7 separate regions of the Mus musculus genome follow, and regions 2, 3, 4, 5, 6 and 7 are each linked to region 1. A link is a contact called in public HiCAR-type and promoter capture Hi-C data. All regions are on one chromosome and are shown on one strand. Each heading gives the region's core, a stretch centred on a gene start, on an enhancer-like site or on the middle of the called end of the contact. The rest is flanking DNA. Distances are from core to core; before and after follow the strand shown. Region 1 holds the start of Ndfip2 (Nedd4 family interacting protein 2). Region 2 holds the start of Scel (sciellin). Region 3 holds the start of Slain1 (SLAIN motif family, member 1). Region 4 holds the start of Slain1os (SLAIN motif family, member 1, opposite strand). Region 5 holds the start of Ednrb (endothelin receptor type B). Region 6 holds the start of 4930518C04Rik (a long non-coding RNA gene). Region 7 holds the start of 4930432J09Rik (RIKEN cDNA 4930432J09 gene).

Evidence for each region. Promoter capture Hi-C pulls out the DNA fragments that hold promoters and counts their contacts. HiCAR-type assays count read pairs that join an accessible place to other places.
Region 2: a promoter capture Hi-C map of pre-B cells shows a contact between it and region 1, with 2.6 times the contacts expected there. The contact joins the promoter of Scel here to the promoter of Ndfip2 in region 1. A contact is called at or near these places in 3 of 39 promoter capture datasets (hippocampal neurons, liver and pre-B cells).
Region 3: a contact with region 1 is called in a HiCAR-type map of astrocytes, with 5 times the contacts expected there. The contact joins the promoter of Slain1 here to the promoter of Ndfip2 in region 1. A contact is called at or near these places in 2 of 39 promoter capture datasets (hippocampal neurons and pre-B cells), 1 of 484 Hi-C or Micro-C datasets (CD4 T cells), 2 of 115 datasets of contacts at active chromatin or transcription factors (astrocytes and large pre-B cells) and 1 of 9 other capture datasets (liver).
Region 4: a promoter capture Hi-C map of pre-B cells shows a contact between it and region 1, with 8 times the contacts expected there. The contact joins the promoter of Slain1os here to the promoter of Ndfip2 in region 1. A contact is called at or near these places in 2 of 39 promoter capture datasets (hippocampal neurons and pre-B cells) and 3 of 115 datasets of contacts at active chromatin or transcription factors (differentiating embryonic stem cells, embryonic forebrain and forebrain).
Region 5: a contact with region 1 is called in a promoter capture Hi-C map of second pharyngeal arch cranial neural crest, with 2.9 times the contacts expected there. The contact joins the promoter of Ednrb here to the promoter of Ndfip2 in region 1. A contact is called at or near these places in 2 of 39 promoter capture datasets (pre-B cells and second pharyngeal arch cranial neural crest) and 2 of 115 datasets of contacts at active chromatin or transcription factors (astrocytes and stem cell-derived neural progenitor cells).
Region 6: a contact with region 1 is called in a promoter capture Hi-C map of hippocampal neurons, with 3 times the contacts expected there. The contact joins the promoter of 4930518C04Rik here to the promoter of Ndfip2 in region 1. A contact is called at or near these places in 2 of 39 promoter capture datasets (hippocampal neurons and neural stem cells).
Region 7: a promoter capture Hi-C map of pre-B cells shows a contact between it and region 1, with 11 times the contacts expected there. The contact joins the promoter of 4930432J09Rik here to the promoter of Ndfip2 in region 1. A contact is called at or near these places in 3 of 39 promoter capture datasets (embryonic stem cells, maxillary cranial neural crest and pre-B cells) and 5 of 115 datasets of contacts at active chromatin or transcription factors (embryonic forebrain, forebrain, large pre-B cells and 2 more).

Annotation. Positions count from the first base shown.
Region 1 is chr14:105,256,843-105,260,058 of GRCm38.p6, forward strand. It overlaps Ndfip2 (Nedd4 family interacting protein 2), which reads left to right and starts at 1,781. Exons shown (of 8, transcript NM_029561.5): 1 at 1,781-2,160. The coding sequence starts at 1,831.
Region 2 is chr14:103,511,844-103,515,059 of GRCm38.p6, forward strand. Scel (sciellin) reads left to right here and starts at 1,498. Exons shown (of 31, transcript NM_022886.2): 1 at 1,498-1,625. It overlaps Gm34907 (a long non-coding RNA gene), which reads left to right. Exons shown (of 7, transcript XR_003951026.1): 7 at 1-776.
Region 3 is chr14:103,648,488-103,651,703 of GRCm38.p6, forward strand. It overlaps Slain1 (SLAIN motif family, member 1), which reads left to right and starts at 1,741. Exons shown (of 7, transcript NM_198014.3): 1 at 1,741-2,421. The coding sequence starts at 1,868.
Region 4 is chr14:103,697,913-103,701,128 of GRCm38.p6, forward strand. Slain1os (SLAIN motif family, member 1, opposite strand) reads right to left here and starts at 1,520. Exons shown (of 3, transcript NR_045148.1): 1 at 1,379-1,520. All of the region lies in intron 5 of Slain1 (SLAIN motif family, member 1), which reads left to right.
Region 5 is chr14:103,842,893-103,846,108 of GRCm38.p6, forward strand. It overlaps Ednrb (endothelin receptor type B), which reads right to left and starts at 1,584. Exons shown (of 8, transcript NM_001136061.2): 1 at 1,235-1,584; 2 at 102-645. The coding sequence starts at 584. The region is part of intron 1 of Gm35197 (a long non-coding RNA gene); the gene reads left to right.
Region 6 is chr14:103,897,061-103,900,276 of GRCm38.p6, forward strand. It overlaps 4930518C04Rik (a long non-coding RNA gene), which reads left to right and starts at 1,707. Exons shown (of 2, transcript XR_383716.3): 1 at 1,707-2,298; 2 at 2,421-3,216.
Region 7 is chr14:104,025,455-104,028,670 of GRCm38.p6, forward strand. 4930432J09Rik (RIKEN cDNA 4930432J09 gene) reads right to left here and starts at 1,688. Exons shown (of 3, transcript NR_045953.1): 1 at 1,473-1,688. All of the region lies in intron 1 of Gm41238 (a long non-coding RNA gene), which reads left to right.

The sequences.
Region 1 (3,216 bases), core at 531-3,030:
AATAACAAGTTATATTGGGATCTAATTTTTCTTTGCTAACACTGGGTGTTGTTTAGCTCATGAAAGGCAATTCTATTCAGGATGATACTGTAAGGAGTTGGCACTTGTGCTAATAATATCGATTAAATTAGGATCTAAAATATACTACATTGGAACACATGAAGAAAATTAGGTATGACAACACCAATTGCTTTTTATTATTTCTGGTCTGGCAATGCTAATATTAGATATTTTAAGATGATCCTAATAGAGATCTGATAAATCATCTGAAAAATAAAAATATCAGAAAGACTTAACTTTTCTAGCTACAACTATACAAAGTTTATTGAACTTTGTTGGATCTGGCCAGTTGTACCAGTCTCATCTGGCTTCCTTTCTTTCGGCAATCTCATCTGCACATGTATGAAGCAAAGTGAGAGATGGTCTCCAGGTTTCCCTCCCCGGATCCCCAGGAGATCTCCATAGTAAGAACAGTTATGGGGAAAGGGCTTGATTATCTTAAAAAGAACAGTTGGGCCAGATCGAGTAGGGCCACAGATCTCAGGGTACAAGAAGCAGATGTTTGGGTTAAAAGGTACCTTTTGCTGGTCTGCCATAGTCTTCTAATTGTTAGAGAAACATGCTCTGTGCCGAGAGAGAGAGAGAGAGAGAGAGAGAGAGAGAGAGAGAGAGAGAGAGAGAGAGAAAAGAAGAAGAAGAAGGAGGAGGAGGAGGAGGAGGAGGAAGAAGAAGACAAAGACGAAGATGAAGAAGAAAAGGAGAAGAAGAAGAAAAGGAAAAGAAGAAAAGAAAAAGAAAAGAAAGAAAAAGGAGAAGAAAAAGGAGAAAAAGAGAAAGAAAAAGAAGGAAGAAGAAAGAAAAAGAAGAAGGAAGAAGAAAGAAGGAGAAAGAAGGAGGGAGGAGAGGAGAGGAGAGGAGAGAGAGGTGTCACAGGGTATTATGATGCGCCACAAAAACTGATTCTTTACCATTATCTTAGGAATATCTGAGTATTATTAGCACACACACAAAAATCCTACCTCACTTCATTATTTTCTTCTGTCCTTCCCATTTCCTATTTCTAAAGGCCTCTTTCTCTGTATGTCATCAGAATATGTTTGAAGAATTTGTAAATCTCTTAGAAACAAGGGGGCAAAAGAAAGAGGAGGGTAAAGCCCTATTCAGGATTTTCAGAGTAATGAAACTGTTCAGTATGATATATAATAGTTAGGGTATATTTGTCAGAACTCCTACAACGTACAATGTTCAAAATGAACTCCAATGCAATCTATTATGGATTCTAAGTGATTGACAATGGTACGCTGTCAAATGGGTTTAACATTTGTCACAAATGAGCTGTTCTACTGAGGAAGGCTACGCGTGCTCAGAAGCAAGACTGTCTTTTTTTTTTCCTTCCTCGAAATTTTACTGTGACTTTAAAGCTGATTTTATATATGTATATGTGGTCTTTGTATATGTATATGTCCCTGGTATTTGGTAATTCATTACCTCATTAATGATTTCGAATGAGCGCCTTTTTAGGCCTGTCCTGAGATGGATCTCTTTGAGATGCTCTAGGCTGGGGACTAATAAAAGGGCGACCTGTCCTCAGGTGCTCTAGGAATGCAGCGCCTCCACCCTCCGCAGTGACGATGCATCCTCTCGCCCCACAGTGAAACCTGCCCTCACAGGAAAATCCAATCAAGTGGGACGATTTTTTTTTTTTTTTTCTTTTCCGCTTCGGTTGCCACCGCCCACTGTCGACTAGATGACAACCTAGAGGGCTCCCGGGGACTTGCCTGACTCTTCCATCTCCTCCCACCTAGGGACACCTCCGGAGCCGGGCGGCGGATGGGACGCCGGCGGAGCCAGAGAGCATGCGCGTCCGCGCCGAGCATGCTCAGTAGCGCGCGCGGCTCCCCGGAGCTCCGGCGCCGATCGGCGAGCGACGCGGAGCTCTCCGCTGGAGCCGAGGGAGCGACAGGAAGTGAAGCGGCCCCGCCAGGCGACCTCGGCGGCAGAACCCGAGGCGGCGGAAGAGGCTCTGCGGCGGCGGCGGCGACGACGTCGACCCGGGAGGCCGAGGGAGCTGAGCGCCGAGGGGACACGCCCGCTCGGAAGCCGGACCCCGAGGCGGGCAGGATGGATCACCACCAGCTGGGGACTGGTCGCTACCAGGTGGTGAGTGCGCGGGCCCCGGGGAGGACGCTGGCCTCGGGGCGTCCCGGCGGGCCCCTTCCCGCCCAGCCCACCTCTCCGCCAGCCCCCGGCCGCAGTCGACGGCCAGCGCCCCGCCGAGCCCCCTCCCCGGCGACGCTCCCCGACTCACCCCGGCTGGCTTTCTTTCCCCTCCTTCTTCCCTGACTCACACACCCGTGAGCAGTGAGTGGTGTCCCCCTGCGGCGGGGCAGGGTGCAGGTACCTGTCAGGGAGTCGACCCGACCGGTGGCCTGAATTGTGTGAGGTTATAGAGTGGGGTGCAGCAGGGCTACAACCGGCGTGAGGGGTAGAGAAGAGCTGTGATGGGGAAGGTGCCTCTCTTCTAGTTAACCTTGTCATTTTGCCCTTTTCCATTGTGTTAGTATTACAGTGATCGTTTTTTTTTTCTTTTTTTTTTAAATCTGTTCCTGCTTTGCCTGTGTTCGTGTGTGCAGCGCTTTATTAGAAAAAAAAATCAAACCTTGTTTGAAATGAAATAGTTTTCATTTAATACAGAGTTTTAAAATCACTCAAGTATGTAAACCACCAGCTATGCTTAATGAGTGAAATGCGCCCTGTATTTTCTTTGTCAGAATCTCTGTATTTTACACCCTGTGTGTTTTAGTGATGTCATTGGAGATAAATATTGTGAATAGCATTGTCAGCAATATTTACTTTATTGCGTTTTCACTTATAAACTTTTAGATAATTTAGTGGAACATAGTTACGGGGGGAGAGAAGAAAAGCATTTGTGCATATTGTTGCTATTGCGTGTCGGGTTTATAAGATTGCACAGTTAGTCCTATATGTCATCTTTTCTGTCTGTCTGCATGTGTGTTGTGCCTTTTGACAAATCTGAAGGATTGTGGTAGAGACTTAAATTTTCATTTTTTCTTTGGTAAGAATTCTCTGTCATTTGTGTCTATTTGCTATAGCATGGCCAGGTGATTTAGATTATGAACTTTCTGAAAATTATCAACATTTTCAGAATGGCTTAGGAAATAGAAATCTTGCCAGTTTATTGAAGGTGCTTTTCAA
Region 2 (3,216 bases), core at 248-2,747, 1.7 Mb before region 1:
GGTGTACCTTGTGCCTCAGCCCTGTGGTAGTGGAGGCAATGACACATGGGTCCTTGGGGGCTCTTGGTTGCCCAGAATGAGATCTGATGCAAGAAACCCATCTCACAAAATAAGGTAGAGAACAACTGAGAAAGACACCTGAGGTTAACTTCTAGCATATGAGATGTGTACACAGATGCATGTGCACCTATGTGCATGTGTGCAAACAGACACACACACAAGCAAAATCATGTATACATATATTCTGTACATCATGAGTCAGGACTATATGTTTCACTGTGAAAACAGTCTTTGCTTTAGAATTTCCAACCCCTCAGCCTAGAACTGAGAAATGAACATCCAGGAGATCTCCAGCTTCAATCCATCCTGCAGTTGCCTGGCCCCCTCCCGTGGATGTTTCTCCTTCTTGTTATTCTTGTCATACACACAGCCAAGCCTGACACAGTTTTTAGGAGCCATCTTAAGGAGGTTAATTATTGGTGTGCTGATGAATTGAGATGACCCAGGAAACAGATGATCCAGTCCCCTTGAGCAAAGCTCCCGAAAGCTAAGCTCCCTTAAATCCTTCTTGCTGTTGTGAAAGGTTCACTTCAGAGCCTGTTAGAGAGGAGCCCCCACAGACACCCCCACTGTACTCACCAGGATGTCCTTCTGTGTTCTTTCTTCACAGCAGCAGAAGGAGCTTCGATGCAGGAATCTATGCCACCATCAGCTGGAAAAGAAGCTTCAACTATTCTTACCACATTAAACGTTAATTAAAATTCTATTGAATCATTGGTGCGCGTGTGTTTGGATATGCATGTTGGGGTCTGCGCGTGGTCAGAGACAACCTGCAGGAATCAGTTTGCTCTCTCTACCATGTGGGTCTCAAAGATTAAAGTCAGATCAACAAGCTTGGCCACAAGAGCCTTTACCACGGAGCGGTTCTGCTGACCATCTTTAAAATGTTTTTTTAAATATTGTGAAATAATTTAAGGGTTAAGATTCTTACATTTGGGGTGTGCTATTCCTTTGATGTCTGTATAAAAATGTTCGGAATGTGGACTTTCTATAATGGATTCTGCCTACATCTTCTGGTCCCAGAGTTCATGTAAATGTTCCTTTCCCAACTGGGCAGTCTGCTCCTGGTACACATGTCTGTGACTTCACACCCCAAGTAGTAGATGGAGGGAGAGAGAGAAGGAGGGGGGTGGGTGGGAGGGAAGAGAGATTCCCAGTTCTGCTTCTCCAGCTCTGCTTTGCTTTTTAAAAGGCTCATTTACAAGTGGTTGACTGGGCTGCCTGCTTGCCAGTATTGTGCGTTGATCAGTTGAAAGAGCGATAAGGAACATTTCAAATAACCACGAGTTATTTGAAGAACTTCCCCACAGAGACAGCCGTCCTGTGAATGAGACTGTTTTTGTTGAGCTGGTATTTGTACAGGGTGACACCCTCTTTCACACGGCCTGCCTCCTCCCTGCGTGACTCAGTGTTGAGAGAGAAGCCTCTAAGCTGTTCATTAACAGGCGAGCGGAGGTGGGAAGTGCACCCAGGAAGCGCCAGGTGCACATTTGTTTCAGCCGGATCCACTTGGGGAATCACTGCGGGCCAGTTAGCCAAGAGTCCCGGGTTCCTGCGCAAGAAAGGTGAGTTGAATTCTGCTTGCAGAGACGAATACAGCTGCTTTGTGGTTTGTGCAAACTTTTCTGTTGCCCCTCCAAATGATTCAGATCAGGGCTGTCTGTGTCTTCTTTGACTTGTTTCTAAATTGACAGCCTATGATGAGTAGCCTGTGTGCCAATAGCTCTACACTTCTAGTTTCCACGGTCTTTAACTTGGCCATTGTACACATCACGGCATTACAGATACGAAGAGCTCTTTGCGTTTCCCACTGGAGCTGGTGTCCTGGAATCCTACTTCTCATAGAAATAATAAAGCTTTTAAATCAAGGACTCGGCACTCACGGGTTTGTTTTCTCCAGTGACTATAAAACTGTTTCATAAAAAGAGAGCTTTCTGTTTTTCATAAGTGATGCTTCTAGTGAAATATTAAACTTTATTGGTTTTACAAATAGCGTAATATCTTTTTTCTCAAGTGTGACAAAAACTGCAAACCCATTCAACCTTAATATCTCCAAATAAGAAAATCCCCCTTGCTTACATAAGAGATTCATGGGATGGAGTAAGGAGGGGGCGACGTGGAGATGTGTGATTCTTCATGGGGGTTGTGGGCACATGACCAATTTTGCTATATTATGTTTTGAATTAGCTGGAGACTGGCTTAAGGTAGACAGAAGTAATTTCAACTTCTCTGCCCTTCTTACTCCTGAAAAGTCAGCTGGCTTGTCTGACTTTTTTTTTTAGATCATTTATGTTTATGATATACAGCAGAAATCAGACATAGCTTGTTAGCAACTCTTTCCTCCTGAAGACCTGGCTCTATTGAAGAACTGGGTGTTTCGTTGCTTCCTATGACTGACCAAGTTACCCAAAATCTTAGAATAGCTGAGATGTGTCAGTGCTCAAGTCCCAAAGATTTACAGAAGAGCTTGATTCCTTTGTTTTCCAACAAGAATAGTCAACAGAATGCCCAAGGACAGCATGAGTGGGCTACAGTTTTATTTTCATGAAATTGAAAACTGGCTTTCACTTCTGTAGCTGATGAGACAGATATGGCTTTTCTGATAAAGGCTACGCTCTAGTATTTAAAGTGTTGGGGGAAAAAAAAACTAAGCAGTTAAGAGTTTACAAAGACCGTTGGATGATTTTAAATGTCAAGATATACAGAGACTACATGGAAACAATTCAGAATTGTATAGAAATTTAGGTGCATGTAAGTCTTAGCAACCTACTGGTATAATTTTTCAACTGAAAGGGGTGTGAGTATGTGTATGTGTGTTTTGTGTGTGTGTGTGTGGGGGGGGGTGAACGAGTATGGGTGTGTGTATTCCATAGCATGCATGTGGCGATCAGAGGACAATTTTCAGGAACCTGCCACCATATTGAGGTAGCATCTCTCTTTTGTTTCTGGTGTGTGGTGTTTTCCAGTCTGGCCCCTGAGCTTGTAGCTGATTGTCCAGTCTCTTCCTCCCATCTTACTGCAGGGATGCCGAGATTACAAATATACGCTACCGCATTTGGCTTTTTTACTTGGTTTTCAAAGCAGGTCTCTTGGCTCTACCCTTTGAATATTCTAGATGAGGAAGACAAGGAATAAGAATTAGGCAACCTTCCAGGC
Region 3 (3,216 bases), core at 491-2,990, 1.6 Mb before region 1:
CAAATGCAGGAGGGGATGAGTGCTTAGTTCTCTGCTTCTTTAGAGTATATGAATGCTGTAGTAGAAATGACTGCTTCTCTTTACTTGTTAACTCTTGTTGTTTAAACTGTTATGTGCTGATCCCTAATTTCTTTCACTGATGTGGCACTCAGCAGCTCTTTGTTCTCTTTGTGCCTGTCCTCTCCCTTTCTTTGTGTTTCAGGGATACTGCTGCCCGCATCTGCCACTGAGCATGCGGGGAAAATCTTTCAATAGATTCTTCACTTAGGAGTTTCAGCAGTAGTACTCCACTTCTCCAGGTTTTAGTAATAACCAACAGGCCCAAAAAAAGGAAACTTGGAAAGGTGGTGGGAGATACAGGTGGTTGGGGTCAGATGGCCAGCGGGGCTCTGTGTGGAAGGTAACTTCAGGGAAGTTAGCATACACTAACTTCCAGAAGCTCTCTCCAGCCGAGTTAAATTCAGGACACCCACCTTTGCACATACACCCAAGTTTAGAGCTGTAGCTTGCCAAGTGAGAAGACACAAGTGTTTCTGAGCAGCAAGGCACAGGATCAAATTTTAAAAGATTAGAGGCAACATCCTAGCGCTGCCACAGAGATGTGCGGTATGTTTTCATTGACGTCATGTGTACAGTGCCTGAGCGAGGCCCTTCACAAGCTAGTACACCGTCTGAGGATGAAAATCAGCGGTGTGGATTGTTCTCGCACTATAACGGCAGGCTTTCCTTTGTGTTAAACCCACAAAATGCTAAGTCAACATTAACTGAACAAAACGATCGGTTCATCTGCGTAAAAGCATTTTTGTTGAAAAAATAAAAAGCATGGTTTCCAAGAATCCCCCCCCCCAAAAAAAAAAAAAAAACCAAACAAGCAAACCAACAAACAACAAAAAAGCAGGGAATGTTATACCTTTCCTCTTTTCGCTCAGGCACGTGTGACTTTAATAGTGTAAATGATTTAACAGATGGTGCACAATTTTGCTTGTATTTGCAATCACTGATGCCTGTTGTTCACTTGCTCAAAAAGCCAGCGTTTAGAACACAGTGGAGCATGCAGGAGATGCTCAAAGATCTTTTGTCTAATATAAAAGAGCATGAAAACCCAACTCTCCTTTCATGGTGAAAGACTGGTGGGGATAGTTCATATATGGCTATTTTAGATAGACTGAAGTGAACGCCTGACTCTTCAGCAGCTGGCCATCCTCCCTCATAGAGACTGGGATTTCTCACTTTCCCTCCTTATTCTCTCCTATCCCACCATTTTGTTTCTGTGCTACTTAATACTACCCTTAGCCGCATCTTTTCAAACAGACCCAAAGCATCTGTTGTTGCTTTTTTGGGGGGGGGGTGAGCATCATGTTCCCCAGACCTTTTTTCACGAGGTTTCATTAGCAGGTGGCAATACCCTGAAGTCTAAAAGTGCTCTTGTAAGAGGGCTAGCCATTGGCCCTGGGTACGTTTTTCCCCTGCCACAGACACCTGCTACTTCTTTAGATCCCGCCCCTGGCTGTAGTCCTAGAAGTGGGGTTCTCTCGCCCAAAGCGGAAGAAGTGCGAGCGGCGGGAAGTTCAGGCCAGGTCCAATCAGGCACCTGAGGTTAGGTGGTGTGGGTGCAGACGGATGCCCAGGGAGGGTCCCCGCCGCAGGTCCCGCCCCCACGACACATCCATCACCAGAAGCTCCGCCCCTCGCGCCCCGCCCCGTCCCGGGGCCTCGGCTAAAACCCGGAGCCGCTAGAGCAGAGCACGGTGCAGAGCTGCGCGGCTGCTTCTTCCTCGGCCGGAGGCTGGGCCCTGGTGCTGATGCTGGTAGGCTGCGCGAGCTGGGCCCGCGTAGCCTCCTCGCCGCGGCGCTCGGGGCTCCCGCGATGATGGCGGAGCAGGTGAAATGCGCCTCGCCGGTGGCGGCCTCCGGCGCCGGCCCGGGGCCGGTGGTGAACGCCGAGCTGGAGGTGAAGAAGCTGCAGGAGCTGGTGCGCAAGCTGGAGAAGCAGAACGAGCAGCTGCGCAGCCGGGCGGCCAGTGCGGCCGCCGCCCCGCACCTGCTGCTGCTGCAGCCGCCGCCGCCCTCCGCCCCGCCGCCAGCCGGGGCCTGCAGCCCGCTCGCCACGCACAGGGCCCCGGCCAGCACGACCTCCCCGGGCCCGGGGGCGCTGGGCCCCGCGTTCCCGGGCACCTACTGCTTGCCCAGCCCCGCGCCCTCCCTGCTCTGCAGCCTGCAGCCGGCTGACGCGCCCTTCGTCTACTCCAAGCCGGCGGCGGGCTTCTTCGGCGGAGGTGGCAGCCCGGAACCGGGGACCGCAGGGACCCCGCCGGGGGAAGCCGCCACGCCGCCGTTGCCGCCTCCAACGCTGCTGGACGAGGTGGAGCCGCTGGACCTGGAGAGCTTGGCCGCCTGGAGCGAGGAGGACGACTACACCTGGTATAGCCGAGCTCCGCCGCCCCCTCCCCCCGGAGTTGGGAGGCCCAGCACGCGGGGGCGGGGCGTGGGAGGCAGGGGACCCAGAGGCCTAGCAGGTGCCAAGCCCTGAGCAGAAGCTTTGCATGGAGGCAGAAACCTGTTTTAGCATTGTGCCTATTGGTCCGACTGGGGACTGCCATCTGCCCCGTGCTTTGCTCTTTGCTGATTACGGGGTCCCAAGCGCCTCGTTAGCCTTAAATGCACAACTCATGTCATCTTGTCGCTCAGCCCTGCTCTCTTCTCTCTCTCTCTCTCTCTGTGTGTGTGTGTGTGTGTGTGTGTGTGTGTGTGTGTGTGGTGAAGGTGCTTGTCTTCTGCTCTCCTCCACTGCTTACCGTTCTTTCCTTACAAACGAACGCTGCACAGGATTGGTGTGCAGCCCCCCTTTGGTCACATCGGAAGCCGCCTAGTGATGAGCCTCTTCTCAGACATCTGCTATTGCAGTTGAGTTGTGTAGTTATATATGCCATCTCTCTGTATTTTCATAGATAACCTTTCAGATACCGATTTGATTATTAAAGGTGTGCCATCCTGGTACGTCAGAGGCAAAGGTTTTTTTAAGGACTGGAGGGGGCAGATGGAGGCGCTACGTTCTTTTAAAAAAATTGAACTTAAGAGGAATTTTCATTAATTTAGAAATGAAACCACATTGAAGAAAAAGTAGGTAGTTTTATGTTAATTTGACACAGGCTAGAGTCATCAGAGAGGCGGGAACCTCAATAATGCCTCCACAAGATCAGACTGTAGGTAAGCCCG
Region 4 (3,216 bases), core at 270-2,769, 1.6 Mb before region 1:
CTCGGTCTGAGGCATAGCAGATGTCATTCTGTGGGAACAGGTAGATGAGGAAATTGTTGACTGCCCAGTAGCCAAAAGAGACATAGGAAGGGCTTAGGGACAAGGTATGTCTTCCTGGGATATGACCAATGACCTGCTCTATCCCAGTAGGCCCCATCTCCTATTGTTTCCAGTACCTCTCAGAAAAAGGCCACCAGCTAGGAGCTGAGGCTTCAACACAGGATCCTTCTTGGTGACATTTTATGGTCAAACCACTAACATGAAAGATATGTCTATGTATATGCAAATGTTCTACAACATGCGGGGCTGGAGAGATGGCTAAGTGATGAACTGGCTGCTCTTTCAGAGGACTCCAATTTGGTTCCTAGGCCACATCATAGCTCACAACCTTTTGTAACTCTAGTTCTAGGGGATATGATGCCGTCCTTTGGACTCTGGACACTAGGCATACACAGACATACATTCAGTCAACACACCCACATGATTGATTGATTGATTGACAGATGGTAGAAATATATATGTGTGTGTGTATAGTAGAAGATATATAGATAGAATATAGAAGATAGATGGATAGTTGGATAGATAGATGTAGATGATAGACAATAGATTGATAATTTCTCAAGTTTGAAAACATCCCAAATGTTAGTCTAAGGCTTGTTTCCCAGCATTTTAGATAGAGCACTCAGCCTGTGTCATGGTTTACTGATTTTTACCAGGCTGTGAGCTCTGGACTTGGACCTTGGTTCGTTGTGAATGAATGAGTGAAATAAACATGAGTTCATGAATGAATCTATATCCATTAAATAGTTAAATTAGTAGGGTGTCTAATGAAGGCAAAGCTGATTCACGAATTTACTAATGATGCAAAACAGAGAGGCCTGTTCACTGACTGATGTCAGTTATTTTTAGACAGCAGGCTAATTATGAAGAATTTTACCTGAGGAAAAATATACATTCTAGGTCTGAGTAAATGAAGACTAACAGTGTAAGTATGAAGCAATAGAAAAATGTTTCGTCTTTAGCAAATATAGGACGATAAGGAATGTGTTGATTGTAACTTTGTGTGTGGACAATAGTCTTTGAGTGCCATAATAATTAACACAACACAAAATAGGAAGGAGTGTTCATGATTTTGGATTTCTAGCTTTGAAATACTAAAAAACTAATGCGAGCATGTTGGAAGGAAATGGCCTGTGGCCAGAGCTGAGACCATCTGAACTGCAGAGTAAATAATAATAGATTATAATTGATAGTGCCATATAAATATCTCTGGGTCCATGCTTAACAAAGCAAAAAACAAGGGATGGATGGGGGGGATTCTCTATAGGCGGGATTCTATTTAAAATACATAAAGAATTAAGATAGAAAAGTCACGTACAGGAAAGCAGAACAAACAAGAGGCATTACTGTGCATTAGGTCGGTCACTCTGCGGTTTGGATGGGAATGGCCCCCATAGCTCTACATTTGGATGCTTGGTCAACAGGGAGCATCAGGATTGGTCGATAGCATTAGAAAGGAGGAGGAGAAACAGCCTTGTCGGAGGAAGTGCGTCATTGGGGGTGGGCCTTGTTGGAGGAAGTGCATCACTGGGGGTGGGCCTTGTTAGAGGAAACTCAAAGCCCACACCAGACCAGTCTCACTCCCTTTGTTCTTGTGGCTATGGTCCCCAGCTCCAGCCCCAGCACCTGCCTGTATGCCGCCCTGCTCCTGTCATGTCAAGCCTCTCAAACTGTAAGCAAGCCCCCAGTTAATTGCTTTCTCCTTTGAGAGTGCCATGGTCATGGTGTCTCCTCACAGTAACTCAGATGTTCCCATTTCAGGTTTAGGGCTTAGGATTCTGCAGAGGCTGGGGAGAAAACTTCATCAACAAAGGACTGTGTCGTCAGACTGGACCTCGGGTTTTATGAAATCCAGGCATCATAACCTTCCTGACTTTTTCATTTCTTACTTATAAAACTCAAATGATGTCTATCTTTGCTATTTTCTTCTGGTAGCTATTATTTCTTTTTAATGTGGGTCCCTTACATATTTTGACTGTAAGGGACATAGTTCATCAGTAGGACCCTTCTTTTTTTCTTTTTTTTCTTTTTTTGTTTTTTTGAGACAGGGTTTCCCTGGCTGTCCTGGAACTCACTTTGTAGACCAGGCTGGCCCGGAACTCAGAAATTCGCCTGCCTCTGCCTCCCAAGTGCTGGGATTAAAGGCGTGTGCCACCACCGCCCAGCCAGTAGGACTCTTCTTGAAAGCTACTCTGTACTGTCATTTCAAATGAAATTGGACTTTCATTGAGTCCACCAGACACTTTTGGGTGAATCAGCAGCAGTCTAAGCATTCCATATTAATATGTAGTAAGGTTTTGTTGATTTAAATCTTATTCAATGTGTCTTGGCAATGTTTTATAGACTTTTGTTTTGAGAGATTCTATAGCTCTAAAATTAAGCTTATTTCAAAGTATTTACTTTTTTATAAATAGTGGGTTTTTTTTTCAAATTTAGCTTCTACTAGTTTTATGGTATATCAGTTTTCTCCTTTCTATAATAAAACACCTGAGAAGCAATTAAGGAAGGAGGAGTTTATCTTGGCTCACAATCCATCATGGCAGGAAGGCATGGAGCAGGTGGCTGGTCACATGACATGTGCACAGGGAGGCAATACAGGTGCTCAGCTGGATGTTTTCTTTCTGTGCAGTCTAGAACCCAGCCGATAGCATGGTGCTACCCACATTCAGGAGAGTTCTTTCCTCCTCAATTGAAGAACTCCTGGAAAGCCTTCTTTGCCCAGGGCCTGTGTTTCCATGGTGATTCTAGTCTGGTCGAGTTGACAGTGAAGAGTCACAGTCACAGATGCTAATTAGGATGTAATTGTTCTTCCTGTTTTGGTTTTCTATCCAGGGACCTTGCTGAATTCACTTCTCCTAACAGTTGAGGGGCTCAGTATGTACTCAACTTAGTAGGTTCACATTACCAACAAAGCAGGTTGAAGAATGTTCCTAAAATTGCAACTGAGACAATGCAGTCTTCCATTGTCATGAGAACAGACCACCATGTGCTGGAACACCACATAGTAACACCATAGCACGTAGGGCTCTCATGCACCTAATATCGGGTAAAAGGAGCTCCACACGAAAAGGAACATGGGATGGGATTCCAGTGTAGGGATGGGCAGCGTGCAGTGACAGAAGAGGAAATGTGTTCTCTCGGGAGATGTTCTCCCTG
Region 5 (3,216 bases), core at 334-2,833, 1.4 Mb before region 1:
CCACCACCACCAATACTTTAAAGATTGCCACTTTACCACTCAGCTTACAACCCCACCTTTGGTTTCCAGATCCTCAGATCGTTCGTTATCAGGTACATTACCTTGTAGGTGTTAATGGGTATGTCTATGATGATGTGCAGTAGGTCTCCCAGAGCCAGACTGGCGATCAAGATATTGGGACCATTGCGCATGCACTTGTTCTTGTAGATGATTCTTAGCAGCGTGGAGTTCCCGATGATGCCTAGCACGAACACGAGGCACGACACAATCGTGTTGATGTATTTAAAAGTCTTGCTGATCTCAATATTTCGTTGGCACGGAGGAGGGAAGGATCTTGGCGGGACTCCAGCCCCCCTCCCTCCTTTGGTCACCTCCGCAGGTGCGGAGGAACGCATCAGACTGGAGTTGGAACCTCTGGTCCAGGAGGTCTTAGTGGGTGGCGTCATTACCTCTTTAGTCCCGAGAAGTGACAGCGTGGCTTGGGCAGGTGGGAATCCTCTTTTCTCTCCCCATACCCCCAAGAAGCCACAGGCCAGCAGCAGCGCCACCAAGGCGCGTCCGCACCGGCTTGCGGGCGATTGCATGTTACAGCTTGCTCCTGTGAGAGTCTGGTAGCCGCTCTGCTGTTTTCAGTCTGGAGACCAACTGGGGAGTGAAGACAGGACACTTAAGTCAGCTACCCCAGCCAAGCCTCTGAAAACACACTAGCCCGGTTGCCTCTACCCGCGCCTTAACAGTAAGTTAAGTTTGCGCGCCAGTGGGGAACTTGGGCGCACGCCACCCGCTGGTCTGCATTCAGTCTCCTCCCGGACCCTGCTCGCAGAGTTTTAATCCCCAGCCCTGCCGTAGACCAGTCGGTGGGGAGGAGCATTCGGGCAGGGGGTGTTCCAGACTGGGGAGGGTGCGTGTCCCAATGAAAGAACACTCGTATGTGCCGGGAAGAAGCAAGCCCAATTTTAGCTAAGCTTGGGGACCCGGAGTGAAGGCACCTAGCGGCCAAGGGCATACGTCAATGCACTCAGCCAAGAACCGAGAGAATAACAGATCAGCACCAACTTCTGTGCTGTCCCAGTGACTTCAAACACTCGCCTTACAACCCAATCTCGGTTTAAATCGCTGTCGTGTGTAAGTTTTACTAATTAAAAAACCCCCGAACCACTAAGCAAAGCGGAAGCCCCAAAGCACGGTTCAGCCACAGATGTTAATTCAAAGCTAAACCAGGATGGTTCGTTACCTCGTGCGGATTGGAAGCACCAGGAGCAGCGCCACGAGCAGGGAACCTCCTTCCCAGGTTGTCAACTGCCCTAGGGAGCTTGCGGCTCTCAGCAGGCGTCCAGCTGCTCCTAAACAGGCCTCTCGCAACTGAATGCAGCTCTGGCTCTGACAAAAGACCGAGAGAATGCCAGGCAGCGGATCCTCAGCAGCTTGAGCGGGGTCTTTGCTGTCCCCAGACAAGTACTTTTATTCATTCGGTCCCTTCCCAGCATCAATCAACGCCAGACTCCTCCCGCGTTTTCTGAGCGACCTTGCCACAACCTTTTCCCTTGGGCGACGCCTGGACAGTATCAGCCCCAGCTGACCGCTGGGAGGGGCAGTCCTAGTTCAGAGTTGTGTCTCACATAAAGCTGTTTATTTCTTACTCAACGAAGAAACTAACATATCCCATGACAACCTGGGATCTGGAACCTAGGAGAGAAGGTTCTGTATCAACCTGGACTTTGAATACTCCGACTGTTCACACAAATGTCCTGTAGTGATTCCCGAAATCTGCTTGGTTTGGGGAAGTTGTCTTTCGTTTGTTCTTGTTTTTTGATTTTGTTTTGTTTTGTTTTGTTTTGCCCTTAAGTTTTAAGCCAGCATGCAGGGCGGGACGCTTTCTTCTTCGGCAGAGGGACTGCCCACCCAAAGGACCAAAAGGCCCTGTAGATCTCTCTCTGTGCCCTGTAGATCCCTCTTCCTGTGTACTGAGGTGCCATTACTAGGGGTCTTTCTACTGTTGCCTAAAGGGACCTGAGGCAGAAGACAGGAAAATACTCAGGAAGCCTATTTACAAATTCAACCTGACGCTTATTTTACCAGACAGAGCAAGGAAATGAACTCTCCCTGTCATTCTTGGCTTCTGTCTTTATGGTAGAGAAGGGAATGCTAGGGATCTTCCGTTGCGCAGAGTGGTGGGTGAGGTGCATTATTCTGCTATCAGCAAGATCCTGCTGTGCCTGCAGAGGAGGTCATCCTCTAGACCCCCTTTGTCTCCCAGCTAGTTCATTGTACAACTAGGATTTGCATCTTAGATGGGCAACGCCTATCAAATGTTTCCCATGAAGCTGGAAGCAGAACGTGCGCGTGTATGTTAAAAGGTGAACTTTAAATGTGGACTGTAGTTAAGTCTAAGGGATGGGAACTATGGCCTGGGCATGAGCACCAATTCCAAATCAGGTTGTTTTGAAGACAATGTTTATCCTCCTGCCTCAGTGAAGACAAGGTCAGCATGGAACTGCTTCACGTGGACTTTCGTGCCAACATACAGTGTTGTGCAATAAGGAATTCTTTGTGTGCTTCAGTAAGGATGTGCCTGCTCCAAGGGCAGTTTTGAACCTGTCCCTTTGACACAAGTCACTTTCACTCAGGCTTTCTTCTCTACCTCTCTCTTTCTCATCATCTCTATTAGTGTGTCTTCCATGCAATGGGAATGTCCCTGCTAATTCCTGCTGAGATGTGCCTCTGCCCTGTTTTTTAGAGCACTTGTAGACTACTAACGCTAATTTTGTACTTGACTATCGTTCTAGCTGCTTTACATGTCAATTTGCCTCAACCTGAAATTACTTTGCGGGGAGATCCTAAAGAAGACCCTGCTTGAGGGGCTGGCAAGATGGCTCAGAGGTTAAGAACACTGGCTGATCTTCCAGAGGTCTTGAGTTCAATTCCCAGCAACCACATGGTGGCTCACAACCATTTGTAATGAGATCTGATACCTTCTGGTGTGTCTAAAGACATCTACAGTGTACTCATAAATAAAAAAAAGTCCCTGCCTGAGACATTGTCTGGGTGAGGTTGGCCCATGGACTTGTTTGTGGAGGTAGGGGGAGGGGGGAATCACCTTAATGTTTATTAAGGTAGGAAGACCCACTGAGCATGAGGGGACATCTGTTTCCTGGGCTGGACTCTGAACTGTACAGAATGAAGAAGGCTGGTCAGGCATAAGCAGCGAGCACCCTG
Region 6 (3,216 bases), core at 457-2,956, 1.4 Mb before region 1:
CTATTGCTCTGTACTAAATTACTGCCTACAATCAACTTCCAATAGACTACTTGCCACAGAAAACAAATATATATATATATATATATATATATATATATATATATATAAAACAAATAAAAAGCATTTCTCATTAAATCAACACAAATCTAATTCTCTATTGTTCAAAACTTACTTCATTTCTGGCAGGTGTATCTGAAAAGTGCAACTGACCCAGGAAGAGAACACTCACAACATAATGCTTAATATTCTTCAATGCACATTGTAAATTCTTTTCTAGAAGGCTAGCTTTTAGTATGACTGGCTGATTGGCCCTGTTTTGCTGTTCCTCCTTGCTGTGATGTTTGCCTCTGTGGAGCTATGTAGATGTTCATCTGAGTTTGCAGCCTGAGCCAGGTCATCTGGGTGAGCTGCCTCTGCCTGCAGGCCCCACTTTTCTCAGGACACCACCCTGATGGCCCTTTTCTACCTCACCTGACATTCGTTTCTCCTTAGGATTCTCATCCAATGCATTTTAGTTAAATATGAAACAAAAAAGACAGTCATGAACATGACTCAAGTTCATCCCTAAGTTCATGAAGAGTTGTATCTAAACAAGAAATTGCCTTTTATGTAAAATGACAATCTCCTTCTCTCTCCTTCCTTCTTATCCCCACCTCTTCAGTGTGCGTGTGCGTGTGCGTGTGCGTGTGCGTGTGTGTGTGTGTGTGTGTGTGTGTGTGTTTTGGTGATTGAAACATTGGACCTCATAGATTCTAGGCAAGGGCTCTACCACTGAGCTACACTCTCAGACGCTCTTTTGGTTTTTAAATGTTATTATTAGCTCATAAAGCAGAAGCCTATGTATGACAAGCCTGGTATATTAAGCAACATTAAGAATATCTATCCTCTTGGTCTGGTTGTATAACTCAGTGAGTTAAGATACTTGCCACTGGGTCAGATCCTGATCTGACTTCAGTTCTCAGGCCCCATTGAAAGGTTAGAACTGACTCTGGCAAGTAGTCCTGTGGTCTATAGACAGTGCACGGGCAGGCATGCTTGTGAGAGTGCATGTGTGTGCGCATGCGCACACACACACACACACATCACACACACCACACAGACACACATCACATACACACACCACATAACACACACACACACACACACACACACACACACACACACACACACACACCCCACAGTTCATTAGTTAGGAAATATAACTTGTTTTATGAAAGAATTATTTTTCTTCTTGAGTTTTATATTTTCTCTGGATTTTGAACATTTTGGTATTGAGTAATTATAACAGCTCATGTTAACTGCAGATTTACTTCATAAAATATTTCAAATTTATGTCATACTTGGTATTAAGAATAATGTTATATCATATATAGTATTTCCTCCTATCTATGGCTGAGAACAAAGTGTTGAAAGATTCATTTATTAACTCTTGTTTTTATTCAGTAGATATGCCTTGAACTTTTATGCCATTCTGAGCTCCCGGGAAAAAGAAAGTTACAGGAGATAAACGTTTTCCGGCCTCATATAATTTATGTTGAATGGCAGAGTTAGCAATAAGTAAAAAACTGTTTTACTAATTTTAAGAAAGGAAATATACATGCATGTTTTGCATTAAGGAGGGCTGAGAGTGTTATGTGGGGCGTCACTGGAAAGTCAGGTGACCCTCGAATCTTCTGTGCTCTGAGCTAATGCACGGGCCGCACTGCATACTTTTCATTAACAAGAAGTTGCCCAATAGATGAAACCACACTCATTTCCCCTAAGCCTCACACCCCTCCTGCGCCTGGATGCAGTGTCAGGGTAACAGGCTGCTGCTTCCCACCAGACTCTCACACCACAGAGATGCCTTCAGCTACTTAAATCCTTCACACTGAGAAGAGAAAGGACTCTCGCTGGCCCCTCAAGTGTGAAAGTTTGATTCAGCCCGCGCTGCTAAAATCTCTATCAGTTATAACGTAAATGCAATTTAATGAGATTTCCTGCATCACTACTTCATTTTGTAAAAGATTAAGCACCTTTCACATGAGAAGAATATTTTGACGATATTTGCTGGAGACGAAGAGAAGGAAAGTGACTTGTGTGGGCATGTCTATGGTGAAGCTGTAAAGTCGGAGACTAACCAGGGTTGCCGCTTGCAAAGGCCATTTGTTCTTTCTCCTCAGAGCAGTAAAAGCAGCTGAGAAAATGGGAGTCCGGCATTTCTAGAGGGTTGTCATAGCGACAGGAGTTTGGTACAATACTGTCTATTTACTCGTCCCGACTCTTGGTTACCTCCCTCGTGACCCCGTGGAGCCTGAGGTAATGCATTCTGCACGGTAGCTGGGGTCTGAGGAGGTTCTAAGAACTTGCGGACAATTATGCATTGTGTTTCATTATTCATCACAGTGGGGTAACGTGAATCCCTCTGATGTCCACTGCAGGCTGATCTGAGGCCCCTGTTCACAAGGGAAGTCATGAGGAACGTGTATGCTGTTTTCAAAGCCTTCCCTACCTCCACCATTCTCCTTCGACTCGACAGGAATAATGTGTTTATGATGAGAAACGACTGTCCTGCTTTCTAGAGCTTGACTCTGTTCCAGACCATTGCTTTTTGTACACAAAGTGCCTCCCGCTATCAGAGAGTGGAGATATTTGCTCTGGACTACTTTATCATCTTCAAACCGTCACTGGCAGAAATGTGTGTGTGAGGTCAGCGCATTCATTCCACCAGCACCAGAAGCTAGCGCGTATCTGCGGCTGTAAATAAACAAGGGGCACGATGTTAGAAAAAAAAATGTTGGGGTTCTGACCTGCGCAAAGTCGACTGGAATGTTTCCCTAGTATTTATCCTCTGCTTTTCCAAGCTTTGTATAAACATGAATTTCCAGAATTTTTTAAGAACTGACGCTGATGAAAAAAATTCAGTCTTCTAATGAGTTTGTAAAACACATCAGATTTAATTGTTGAATACTATAAAAACAACAACAACAACAATAACAACAACAATGTGAACAGAAAGAAAAGGTGCATGTGCGTATTGAAGCAGCTTCAAAAAGAACTTTTCATTTTTTTTGTTATTTTTCATCATCAATACTAGAACAAAGACATATTTTATATGCATATTTAAAGAGTTGAAGTAGACGCTTACACTGCAAGAAGCTTAAATTCCAGACTTACTCAAAAGATGAGGAGTGTTGGATGTAAGATATGAATACCAAAGATTCTGGAACAGTCCAA
Region 7 (3,216 bases), core at 438-2,937, 1.2 Mb before region 1:
GGCAAGACTTTGCTGGCAAGGTAGCCCGGGGCTCGAGTCGCCTGTGTCTTCTTAATGTAAGGCAAGGTTTCTCTTCTGAGCCCACTGTCTCTGGCTACCGTGATGTCTGTACTCCTGGGTCTCTTGGGCTCTTGCGGATAGCCCTGGCCATGTCCAGTCTGCTGGTCCACTTTACTTCTCTTGCAATCTGCTCGGAGCCTTCCCAGGTGCTGCTGTATATTTTCTCTCTCTTATTAAAAAAAAATCTTCCCCCTTAAAATGGATCTATCATATTGGCAATCTCTTTAGTGTACACCCCCCTTCCATACACACTGTTCTCTGAGGGGTATCTCATGGATGGGGAGCTGTGTGTCATCTTAGGGAACTCAATTTGTATTGCTGAGATAACATCTGGAGGCCACTGGCACCCGGGAACTCAGACAGAGATGTAGCTCTATCACTGATCGCGTGGGTTCGCAATGGTAAATCCATTTTTCTTTTAAAAAAGTATTTGTTTATACTGTATCCATGTTGAAGACACCGTTTGCATCTAAGGAGAACCATCTAGACCTTCCTGCAGGATATGTTGACCCAAGGTTTTCTTTTAAAACTCCATAGGCCTACATTAGATTTCATTTCTAGTGCAAAGTAGTTGAAACATTTTTTTTTTAAAAAAAGAAAGAAGAATTGTGAGATATTTCAATTAAAAGTTATACTTAAAAAAACATATTAGTAAAAATTATCTGGTAATATTTCTATTAAGTTATATTTGAGAAGATAATATTCTTATCTAGTTATATTTGATAACAGATTTGGTAAATGTAATTTTTCAACACAGTTTTTGAAAATTCTGAGTACTGGAATATACTTCTTTATGACCTTAGTGATAAATATCTTTATTGTGTATTTGTTCAATAAATCAGATAATCCCATTGACAACTATGGACAAAATATGGATCAAATGTCACATTACATTCTAAATCATGCATCTTATCCATGACTAGACACGCAAAAATAAAATACAAGACTTTGGAAAGTGTTTGGACTAAGATGTCAAAGAGGTTAATTAGCTCACATGAAAATCAAAGAAAACCATGTTTTCACACAAAATAGGAAATAAAAAAAGAAAAGAAGAAAAAAAAAAGAAAAGATATAAAGACAAGGAAATCACTCTTAGCTACAGAAACAAATTTTATTAGCTTCTCAGCACTTCAGCTCACTCTTGGTGTCATAACTTATCAATTCAAGTAGCAGGAAAGAGTAGAATTTAGAAATAATTCTGATCATTTCTTCTAAGAAGTAGAGAGAGAACAAAACCCACGCCAAAGAGAACCCTCCCTTGAACGGGTGATGGTAGAGTGAAGAAGCATAATGTGCTCAGGTGAGAGACTGGCTGCAGTCAGTGTAGCACTCACAATGCCCACGCTGCCCTGAAGCAACAGGTAGCAAAGTTCTGGGAGGAGGGGAGCAGAGAAAGAGGTTCAGGGTCCTACCTGGAATCCAGGTGGTCTTAGGTGAAGATAAAGGTGGCATTTTCTGTATTCTCATCCAGAAGTGTAGCGCGTGTCAATGGAAAGGAGCCTGGCTAAAATCAACATTTTTTATTTTGGAAGAAGAAAACAAAGCAGACATCACTTTAGGGACATCTTAAACCAGAAACAATTAAATATACTCTTTCTTGCTTTAATGGATATAATAGCCCAATGTTCTTCAAGAAACTCACTGTTCCTCCTTAACAAACCTTGGGGGGCGGGGGAGAGGGAGGTAGGGAAGTGATTAATTTAATCTGTAACTTTTTCCATTCCCAGTCTGTTCTCAGCACTTGGTGGGGGGAGCTTTAGAGTTCTTACAGCTCCCCCTACTGGTGGTAAACAGGATGTGCAGCTTTTGTACGTAAAGCTTTGGCTTGTTTATTCTGAGAACAACAGCTAAATATAACATCAGCTTGTTATTGCAAAAGCAAGATTCCTCTCGTCGTTTCCGATGTCTGAAAAAGTTCAACGCGTAAATTAAAAACACGAAGGGTCATAGAATTTTCTGGAGAAACTATTTCCCGAAGTCGGGGCAACAATGGATTCTGGACTAGAGCAATCCCACACAGTACAGCTTCAAGAATCTGTTTCTGAGATCCAGCCCCAGAAATGACTTAGGATCTGTGGGCGATCATTTCGATTGCACCGCCTTGCCTCCATGCTCTGTTCAGATTTTATCTGTAACCCTGGGCAGACAGAAGTGAGAGGGATACCAGTCAGTTTAGCTGCTGCAACACTGTCTCAAAACCCCCGCTGCCCTTGCAGTTGGGGGTCTGTCATGTGTCAGGCCTGACCCATTCAAGAGAGCTGTGGTCTACAGCTGCCGGCAGTGCAGCAGGTGCGCTGGGGATCACTGCCTGGCCTGTATCCCTGCATGTCATGCAGAGCTGAGATATTTGTACATTTCCGTTTCTTGACCAATAAAATCTCTAAAGTCTGTCTTGCCTTCATATTTCAAAGTATGAAGATATACTAGCCATTCCACATTTTTAATGGTAGCTTTAATTTTTTTTTTTACATCACTGGAGTCTCTTCATATCTGAGTCTATTCTCCTTGTTCTCAATGGTGTCTCTTTGCATAATGTGCAGAACGCCTCAGGCATTTTTGAGCGAACTGGTTTTGCTGTAGAAGAAAAGCCCAATTGCTATTTCAGGATGTGACGATCTTTAAGACTGGGAAAGTAACATATCTCCATCAATTGTAACCAAGTCTTTCGTATTTTGACAGACAGGGGTGAGAAGATCTGAAAAATCGGTGTTTAATCGATGTTTCCTTGTGCCATGATTATTCTTGTTTGTTGGACCACGCTGTCCGTTCATGCCACTTTCCTTTCTCTCGGCTTCACTTGCTACTCACTCCAAGAAACATATGTTCAAAGTCAAGCTGATTACCTTTAAAATGCATTGCTAATTATTAAAACTCAAGGCACGTTTGATATGAATTTCAGCTAGACAGTGGCTTCCATGACCAGGATTCTGTTGGTTTTCTCTGGGGTTTGCAATTGCCTTTCTTTTTTTAACTTGCCCTGGGAATATTTGTTACCTCCTTTTTCCTCCTGTTCTTCCTGTGCACTTTGTGCGTCTTGATCTCCCGGAAGAGGCTGCAGTCCTCCTGGGGTCTGGGGTCTTCGTGTCCTCTTTCTACTGTTGATGGTTCTCATGGTATGCAGGGCTTGTTGCAGGGAAGGGTGCCTAGAGGAACTGC